Regions from separate parts of the Pan troglodytes genome. Here region 2 is linked to region 1. The links are chromatin contacts, called in public HiChIP or PLAC-seq maps. All regions are on one chromosome and are shown on one strand. The core of a region is the stretch at or near the end of the contact, and the rest is flanking DNA. Distances in the headings are between cores, read along the strand shown. Region 1 holds the start of MAP3K12 (mitogen-activated protein kinase kinase kinase 12). Region 2 holds the start of AAAS (aladin WD repeat nucleoporin).

Region 1 (4,878 bases), core at 1,331-3,830:
CAGAGTGGCTTCCTGAGGTCTTGTCTCTGCTCCTGGCCAGTTGGGTGACCTGGCCTGAGACTTTTCAACAAACCTCAGTTTCTTCATTGCTAAACGGGGACAGTGGTACCTATGTCCCACAGTGGCAATGCAGTACATAATGTGGTGGGTAAGAACACAGGTTCTGGGTTACACAGACCTGGATTCAAATCCTACCTCTTGCCACATACTAACTTTTTTACTTTAAACAAATTACTTAAGTTTCAGTTTTCTCCTCCATCAGAGATGATGATAACACTATCTCACTTGGTCTTGTTACGGGCATGATTAAGACAATCAAAATAAAGTTCTTGGCCCAGGACCTGGCACACAGGAAGCTCTCTATAAGCATTAGCCATATGGAAAGTGCCTAACACACACTTGTAAGTTTTTTATGAATGTGATTCCCTTCCCTTCTTTCCCTTGTTCTCTTTCTCAAAGCAAGTGCCAGTAGGGAGGGTACGGGTGGAAAGGGAGGTGGAGAAACAAGAGGGAAAAAAAGACCAAAGAATGAAGAAACCAAAGGGCAAGGGCTCTATCCTGAATGATCTTTAGCCTCCTCTGGAATCTGGTCACTGTCACAGTCTCCTCACCTTCTCCACGCACACATATGACCCCAGTCCTTCTGGGAGCCAATGAACCAGACAGACCAGTCTCTGTGGCCAGGCCCTCATGAAGCCCCTATGTCCCCTGCTGGCATCATCTCAACAGCATCCTTCTTCCCAGCATCACCTCAGTCAACAGTGTGAGTGAATGCATGAGTGGCTGGCGTGAGGGGCAGACATTTCCACCTCACTGGAAGAAGCATGGCAGCTGGGGGTCCCAGGGCTTGACTGGTGTAGGGCTGAGGACCTGAATGTAGGGGTGATCTCCAGTCCACCCTAGCAAGGACTTCTTACAGGGTTGATTCCTTCTTTCTCTCCAGATCCAGGCAGGGGAGAGGGAGGACTGTGCATTACGAGAGTCCGGGCTGTGAGTGGTAGAACCAAGAGTCCTCTTCCTAGAAAAGCCCGATCCTACCACAGTGTCACCACGAGGGGAAAAGCAATTGGTTTTTAGAAGGGTTCTGCCCTCTTCAGCTATAAGGAAGCCTAGGAAATCCTGAGCCATGTCTAACTTCTTGCCTCCTCTGTCCATAACTGGGATGGATATTTAGCTGGTGTCTCCATGTTGAGCTGGGGTTTTCCTAACATTACCCCAGTTGACAATGGGAGTGAATGGATGAATGATACGCTTGAGGGGACACACTTTTTTTCACCTGTAAGTGTGAGATAGGAGGGAGTGGGGCCCTAAAGCTCAGAGAAACTTCAGTGTCTGGACAGGAAGGCTCAGGGGGCACTTGAGTCCTATCCTTCCTAAATCCTTTCTGTTAGCCTTAGCTTGGTAGGACCCTCTGGCTGAAACTCAAAGCTCCTAGAGCAATGGAGTCCACCTTGAGAACTGCAAGGGAAATGTGTTTAGAGGGATGCACTGACTGTGGCTTGAGACGACTCTGGGTGGGGTGAGGAGACCTCATGTGCACTCCCTTCTGATTGGAGGCCACTCACCTACGCTCCTCTGAAAAAGGCAGCAGATGAGCATCTACAAGGTAGGACTCCTCTCTTAATTCTAAGGGACACCTCACTGTTTCCTCCCACTGTCTACAGAGCCTTGACTCTTCCCTCCTCTCAGTCAAGGCCTTGGTTACCAGCAAGTCTCAACTCTTGTTTATTTTTAAGCCAATGAGTTTGAGGAGTGTTTGTGGGAAAGGGAGGAGGTTTTTGGAGGGCCTGACTGGGGGAGATGGGTTAGGGGAGCCAGAGGAGATGGAGAGAAAGAGGAGGGAGAAACCCACAAGTGAATGGGGGAGGGGAGGATGCAACAGCTGGATGGAGGTGAATGCCACAGCTGGAGGTGAATGCCACAGCTGGAGGGGATTAGGAGGATCACAGCTTGAAGGGGAGGGGGACCAACGCCTGGGCATGCAGGAACAGGTGCTCTCTGACTAATCTTCAGGTCCAGCCTGCTAAGTGTGTGTGTGTGTGTGTGTGTGTGTGTGTGTGTGTGTGTGTGTGTGTAGATGGTGGGTATATCAGTCCTTGCCCTTCCTTTCCTTCCCTAGAGGGGGCCAAAACTCTCCCTCCTCCTTCCCTCTCTCTCTTCCTGAGGATGAGTGGGAGGAGATGTTCTCTTGCCCTCTGTCCTTTAAGTCTGTCCCCCAATCATCCTCCACCCCACCCCAATACGGTCCTTTCCAGCTCTGGAGGCCCTTCGTCTCCAAGCTGGGCCGCGGCATCCCTCCGCTCCATTCCCTTCCTTCCCAGCCCCACAGGCGTCGGGTCCAGGTCCCCAGTTCCTCCATCCCCACAGCCTCAGCATCCCCACGCCATCACCCCGCACCAGGCCACATCTGCATCCCGACCCTCCCTCCACGCCCGGATCCCAGGACCCAGACCCATCCCTGCCCCCCACCCCCCCACAACTCGGCCAGGCTCTCACCTCGGGGGCTCCGCGGCCGCAGCACAAAAGGCGGCGCTGCTGCAGCTCCGCTCCGGATGCTGCTCCCGCCTCCTCCTCCTTCTCCTCCTCCTTCCCTCCTCCCCCCGCTGCCCTCCACCGGACCCGGGGCGCTGTCACAGGCGATGCTCGTGCGGTGTCCGGATGCACGGGTGTCAGCTTCAGCTTTCTGCCCCCACCCCCCGACCCCTAGCCCCGTCCCTGCTCGGCTTGAACTCCCGCTCCTTCCAGGGCCCCCGCCCCTGGCCCCCCGGGACGGACACGCCCTGAGCGGGGGATGCTGCGATGGAGCCGCCGGCCTCTTAAAGGAGCCCGCTGCTGCCATCCGGCGCGCTCCAGGCTCGTACCTGGCCCGCCTGGGCCCCGCGCCTCCCTGCTGGCGGTGTCCTATGGAGGTCCCACCTCAGGCCTCAGGCTGATTCCACAGGAACCCCCTATGACCCGTCTTATAGACTCCTTTCTACATCGGAGAGAGCAGCCCCTCAGTTGGGATCCCTAGCGCTCTGGCATTGCTCCCCCTATCATACCGATCTTGCCAGCTCTCCTTCCCTTGATTGTCACCACTCACTCCAATTTCACCCACTTGGAATTCACTCGGCTCTAGGCCCCATCCTCCTCCAGTGTTCCTGGATGACCCCTCATTATCATTTCAAGATTCCTCTGGACCTCCAACCCCGGCTCAGAGTAAGACATCTTTCTTGACCCCTTCTCAGAACACTCATTAGAACCTTTTTTTTTTTTTTTTAATGTGGTCTCTCCCTTTCTCTCTCCAAGGTCACAAGATTTCCCTCAGCCCAGTGGTTGTGCAACTTTGGGGGAGGAGGCAATGGGGCTCTAGGACTAAACAATGCGCGTCTGCTCAACACCCAGATCAGTTGATTAATCTTAGGCGGCCAAAATTCACTTTTGCTCTCTTCAGCTGAGAGACCCAAGACTCATGGAAGAGGGAACAAGACCACCAGGTGCCTAGTCCTTCTAATCCTGTCGTCCCACATTACAGCCTGATTATCAGGCCCCAGAGGTTTCCTCGCCAGTTAAAGAGAGGTTCACTAGAGCGGTTCTAAAAAGGTTTCACAAAAGAAGCAACACCTGAAGGGAGGTGAAGGACGACCTAGGAAAAGGAAGCAAGTTCTGTGTCACGGAGGCCCAAGGGCAAGGGGCTTAGGCTGTGGGTTGAGGGGACTGTCTGAGACGGACTTAAACCTGCACCAGCTCCAGAGCCCTGCGGAAACAGAGATCGGTCCCCTCCGGCGTCTAGGTAAGGCCCACCCTCCCAGACCGCAAAGAGCCAGGATCCGACGGCAGCCTCTCCGGACCAATCACAACCTTCCTTCATCAAGGAGGCGGGGTCGGGGGGGGCTGACTTTTCCTTGTCTCCGCCCCTTTAGTCGAAGTAACCAATCTCAGTGCACCTAGGGGAAGTAATCGCAATGGGAGTAACCAATGACGCCATGAAGCTTCTCGTGCGTGCTTGACCCTGCCTCTCCAGCTGCGACAAAGATGGCGCGCGGGCTCTTGGGTTCTGTAGTTTTCTCGCGATCCAAAAGGCTCCGTGCCCAAGTGAGTCCTTACCGCCTCCCTACCCAGCGGCTTCCCCTCCGCTAGTACGCATGTCCACAGCCTCACGGACCGGGAGAGAGGGGGCGCAGAAGGAAGGAGGCGGGACGGTATTACAAACAAAAAAATACGGCCTTCTCGAGAAGCGACGGCGGAGGGCCCGCTCCTCCCAGAAGGCGGTGCAGCCTGCCCGGGCGAGCCACGCACGCAGAGGGTTGTGGGGCGGATAGCTCCTCTCCAGATGGAGGCTCATGAAGTAGGGTGGGCGGGGGACTCCATATCCCAGCGTGCCCCGCGGCGGGCCCTACCGGCCGCGACTCCGGGCTTGGCCCCGGCCCTAGCTCGTCGGCTGTGTATTGGGGCGCGTGGAGGCTGCAGTCACGGTGGCGCCCGCGGGGACGGAGGAGGGAATGAGTGAAGAGGAGCAAGGCTCCGGCACTACCACGGGCTGCGGGCTGCCTAGGTGAGCCGTCTCGTACCGATTCCTTCAGGGCGAAAAGCGTGGGGCCGTGCGGAGGGAGTAGCGGCGCGGCCCCAGCATGCACCTGGCCTGAGGGTTGTTCCCGGCAAGCACTGGGGCAGTGGGCAGTGGTTCCCGGCGTGCACCGGGGCAGTGGCTGCTGCCTCCAGCTCTAAATAGTTTGGGGTTGGCCCGGTTCCCAGACTGCACTGGAACACTGGGCTTTATGCCCCCACATTCAGTGCATTTGGTGGGTACTGGGTTCCTGGCTTGCACTGTGTCAGGGGGTATGCACTTTCAACCTGCATTGGGGCACAGGATCGTGCCCACCTTAACTGAGGCAGGAG
Region 2 (4,878 bases), core at 1,404-3,903, 180 kb before region 1:
CAGAAGTAGGAGACAAGGAGCCTGGGAATGAATGGCTTTTCAACAAACTGATATTCAACTTCACACACACAGGCATGCCCATTAAACTGTACTGAAGTACCAAAGATCAAAGCTTGACAGCACATGTGTTGGAAAACAGGCACTCCCATACACTGCTGGTGGGACCATATACATGTACGATTTTGACAGAGGGCTATTTGGAACAGCTCACAAAATTACAGATGAACATACCCTCTGAGCCAGCAACTTAATTTCTAGGAATTTATCCTACAAATGGCAATGGTATTAATAAAAATATTAAGTAACCCTTTTTTTTTTTTTGAGACAAGGTCTCACTCAGTGCCACTGCACTGGCACAATCTTGGCTCACTACAACCTCCACCTCCCAGGCTCAAGTGATCCTCCTATACATAAGCCTCCCAAGTAGCTGGGAATAAAGGTGCATGCCACCATACCCAGCTAATTTTTGTACTTTTCTTGTAGAGAAAAGAACATGGTTTCGCCATGTTCCCCAGGCTAGTCTCAAACTAAGCTCAAGCAATCTGCTGGCCTCAGCCTACCAAAGCGCTGGGATTATAGGCGTGAGTCACTGCGCCTGGCATAAATAACCCTTAAAGGAATTAATATGTGCCATTAATAGGTCCAGGTGCAGTAGCTGTAATCTCAGCACTTTGGGAGGCCAAGGCAGGCAGATTACCTGAGGTCAGGAGGCCAGACCACCCTGGCCAACATGGTGAAATCTCATCTCTACTAAAATACAAAAAGTTAGCTGGGCGTGGTGGCACATGCCTATAGTACCAGCTACTCGGGAGGCTGAGGCAGGGGAACTGCTTGAACCAGAGAGGCGGAGGCTGCAGTGAGCCGAGATCGCACCTCTGCACTCCAGCCTGGCAACACAGCAAGACTCCGTCTCAAAAAAAAAAAAAAAAAAGAAGAAAATGAGCCGGGCGCGGTGGCTCACGCCTGTAATCCCAGCACTTTGGGAGGCCAAGGCGGGCACATCATCTGAGGTCGGAAGTTCAAGACCAGCCTGACCAACATGGAGAAACCCTGTCTCTACTAAAAATACAAAATTAGCTGGGCGTGGTGGCGCATGCCTGTAATCCTAGCTACTCGGGAGACTGAGGCAAAAGAATCGCTTGAACCTAGGAGGTGGAAGTTGCAGTGAGCTGAGCACACCACTGCACTCCAGCCTGGGCAACAAGAGTGAAACTCCATCTCAAAAAAAAAAGAAAAAAGAAAATGAAACCAGGTAGTGCAGCTCCACTCCTACAAGTGCAAAGTGGATGACCTATGTAGGAGATTATTCAGTGCAACCTTATATCTGATCTTGCTGAGCTTTAGTTAAAAGCTCAGAAGTGGTAATGACATGAGGTGGGGGCAGGGAGCAGGTTCACCTAATCAAGCCAGAAAGCAAGGCAAGTTACTAGAGATGAAATGGAAGTACTTTTTCCATAGTGTTCCTGGGAAGGGCAAGGAAGGGAACCTGACATTTATTGAGCATTTAAGTTCTATAATAAGGACTAAAAATTTCATATGATTTAGGATATACAGCTCTCATGGAGACAGCCTGAATAAAAGTCTTTTGAAGAACACCCCAAGGTAAAGGGGTGGTGACTCATTTTCCAGGATCTGCAGACTGTGACCCAGGAAACCCTTTGCCATGCCTCACCAAATGTTGATGCATCTCTTCCACACTTGCTCCCGGTGATGGATGAAGGCAGTTCTTGTGCCATGGTCCAGCCTTCCAGGGGTCTTTAGGGGATCCTTGGTCAGTTGTAGGACAGGAAGATTGATCCACTATAGCACAAAAGTGAGGGGTGTGACGGTGAGTCAGTCTCTTCCCAAATCTTTAATTCCGTGCCATCTCCAACCCACCGCTGGGCTAAGTATAAGAGATTCCAGAGGTCTGTTTCCCATTTCCACAAAGCTAACACTTGTGAGAATGGGAAACAAGTCTTAGCTCCCGTATCTGTGCAACTAGAATAATATTTCATAGGGTTGCTGTGATTATGAAACCATATAACATTTTTAGAAAACACCTGAATCAGCCTCTTTCTTACATAGCAAACGCTCAATAAATGTCAGTTTCCCTTCCTTGTCCTTCCCAGGAACACCATGGAAAAAAGTTCCATGTTGTATCCTTCTGATCCTCCCCAGATACTGTCCCCAACTTTTAGATAGTTCTCCCGCATCCTCACACTCCCTAGATTCTCCCTCATTCTCTCCAGGCCTCCCCCACAGCTCCTTAACCGTTCCCCCGTTATACTCCAATCCCAGTCCTAAAACAGATTCCAGCCCTTCTAGTCTCCTGCCGGGACCAAGCTGTTTCCACTCCGCCAGACTCTGTGACCCTGCCCCTGTCACACTGCCTCCTTTCCCCAGTAGTCCCCGACTCCGCCCCCATGCCTGTAGGTCTCCTCCCTCCTCGCCCTGGCCACCTGGCCCCGGAAGTCGGGGGGCGGGCTCTCATAGCTACTGCCCGTCACCAGCTCGTTATTGTGCTCATATAGGGTGACTTGACCCCGAGGCGGTGGAGGAGGGAACAACCCCATAGAGCACATCTTGCCGGTTCGCAGGACGTCTGCAGTCGGCAAACTCCTGGCCGGAACGGCACAGACCGCACTCCCGCAACTCGGTTCCCGGGCTAGATTCGTATGCGGACGGGTAGCCGCAAGGGACAAACGGCGAGGCGGAACTCAACGGAAGTGAAGAAAAGACGAACGGGAAAGAAGGACGAGTACGCGGTCCCGGGACAGACCGCCAAAGCTTCTTCCTGCGCCCCCTGGCGGCCGGAGGGGGAGCAGCGCGGACACGTCCCCCGGCCAACCGTTGGTTACCAGACTGGAGTGGGGTTTTTTTCTGTTGTTTTCCATGAGACTACCGTTTTTCCCAGCTCCGAATTCCCGAACACCTTCTCCCACTCACTATCTTAGCGCTTAGAAAGCCCGAAATAAGCCACATTCAGGGAAGTACCAAATTAACCCTCCCAGGCCTGTGGATCACCCAGAGGAAAATACAGGCTATGTCACAGGCAGCTGGCTGGAAAGCTGAGGGAAAAGCCTCAGAGAGGAGGAACAGTGCTGCACCCACACGGTTAGGCGTCCTGGAAAGGGAGGTGGGGACGGTTGGAAAACTAACATTTCCTGCCAGGCGCGGTGGCTCACGCCTGTAATCCCAGCACTTTGGGAGGCCGAGGTGGGTGGATCATCTGAAAGGAGTTCGCAGACTAGCCTGGCCAACATGCTGAAAACCCCATCTATACTAAAAATACAAAAATTAGTCGGGCGTGGTGGCGGGCACCTGTAATCCCAGCTAATCGGGAGGCTGAGGCAGGAGAATCTCTTGAACTCCGGAGGGGGAGGTTGCAGTGAGCCAAGATCGCACCATTGCACTCCAGCCTGGGTAACAAGAGGGAAACTTCGTCTCAAAAAGGAAAACTTTATTTTATTTTATTTTTTTGAGAGACAGGGTCTCGCTCTATTGCCCAGGATGAAGGCAGTGGTGTTATCTCAGCTCACTGCAACCTCTGCCTCCCCGGTTCAAGCGATTATCCTGCCTCAACCTCTGGAGTAGCTGGGATTACAGGCATGCTTCACCACGCCCAGCTAAGTTTGTATTTTTAGTAGAGACGAGGTTTTACCATGTTGGCCAGGCTGGTCTCAAACTCCTGACCTCAAGTGATCTGCCTGCTTTGGCCTCCCAAAGTGCTGGGATTACAGGCCTGAGCCACCTTGCCGGGCTGCAAAACTATTTCCTGAGCACTTGTTACGATAAGTGCTTTTATAATCTTTACAACCCCATAAGGTGGGTGCTGTTCTGTCACCATGAGGAAAGTGAGTCACAGAGAGATTGGACCTAGATACACCCAAACCAGTTATTCTCACTTAAGAATAAAAGTGAGGCTGGGTGTGGTAGCTCACACCTGTAATCCCAGCACTTTGGGAGGCCGAGGCTGATCTCTTGAGCCCAGGAGTTCAAGACCAGCTTGGGCAAAATAGCAAGACCCTGTATCTACAAAAAATTCAAAAGTTAGCCAGCGTGGTGGTGGCAAGCGTCTTTAGTCCAGCTACTCAGAAGGCTGAGATAGGAGAATCCAGACTGCAATGATCCAAGATAGCACCACTGCACTCCAGCCTGGGTCAAAGAGCGAGACCCTGTCAAGCAAGCCAGAGAGAAAGAGCCGGGCGCAGTGGCTCACGCCTGTAATCCCAGCACTTTGGGAAGCTGAGGTGGGCTGATCCCCTGAGGTCGGGATTTCGAGACCAGCCTGACCAACATGGAGAAACCCCATCTCTACTAAAAAATACAAAACTAGCCAGGCATTGTGGTGCATGCCTGTAATCCCAGCTACTCGGGAGGCTGAGGCAGGAGAATCCCTTGAACCTGGAAGGCGGAGGTTGCAGTGAGCAGAGATCGCGCCACTGCACTCCATCCAACCTGGGCAACAAGAGCGAAACTCCGTCTCAAAAAAAAAAACAAAAAACAAAACAAAACAAAAAAAAACGGGAGGGAAGGGAGAGGGAGAAAGGAAAGAAAGAAAGAGAATGGGGGCCCCTCTTACAGACTTTGGAAAAAACATTGAATTCTTTGAGTCTCACTTTTCTCATTTGCAGTGTCCTAATTATTTCATATGGTTGTTTTCCATACAAAATAATAAAATGAAGCTATTTAATAAATTTTAAAGTGCTAAACAAATGTCAGAGGTTAATAGCTATAACTGTGCCATCAACTAGGTGACCTTGGTCAGAGTTCATTAACAAATGTTAAGTGATTTGAAGATGTAGAAGGCTGTCCCCACTCCCAAGAGCTACCAGTCTCATTGAATAATCTAGGGGGCATTTAGTTCTAGTATTCTGGATTCCGTGTCTGCCCTTC

Evidence for each region. HiChIP or PLAC-seq counts read pairs in DNA pulled down with a chosen protein or histone mark.
Region 2: an H3K4me3 HiChIP or PLAC-seq map of stem cell-derived excitatory neurons shows a contact between it and region 1, with 8 times the contacts expected there. The contact joins the promoter of AAAS here to the promoter of MAP3K12 in region 1. A contact is called at or near these places in 2 of 7 Hi-C or Micro-C datasets (induced pluripotent stem cells and stem cell-derived neural progenitor cells) and 1 of 1 datasets of contacts at active chromatin or transcription factors (stem cell-derived excitatory neurons).

What each region holds. Positions count from the first base shown.
Region 1 is chr10:42,360,192-42,365,069 of NHGRI_mPanTro3-v2.0_pri, reverse strand. MAP3K12 (mitogen-activated protein kinase kinase kinase 12) reads right to left here and starts at 2,580. Exons shown (of 15, transcript XM_509099.9): 1 at 2,497-2,580. TARBP2 (TARBP2 subunit of RISC loading complex) reads left to right here and starts at 3,266. Exons shown (of 9, transcript XM_003313655.5): 1 at 3,266-4,534. The coding sequence starts at 4,482.
Region 2 is chr10:42,542,890-42,547,767 of NHGRI_mPanTro3-v2.0_pri, reverse strand. It overlaps AAAS (aladin WD repeat nucleoporin), which reads right to left and starts at 2,653. Exons shown (of 16, transcript NM_001246431.2): 1 at 2,442-2,653; 2 at 1,673-1,800. The coding sequence starts at 2,564.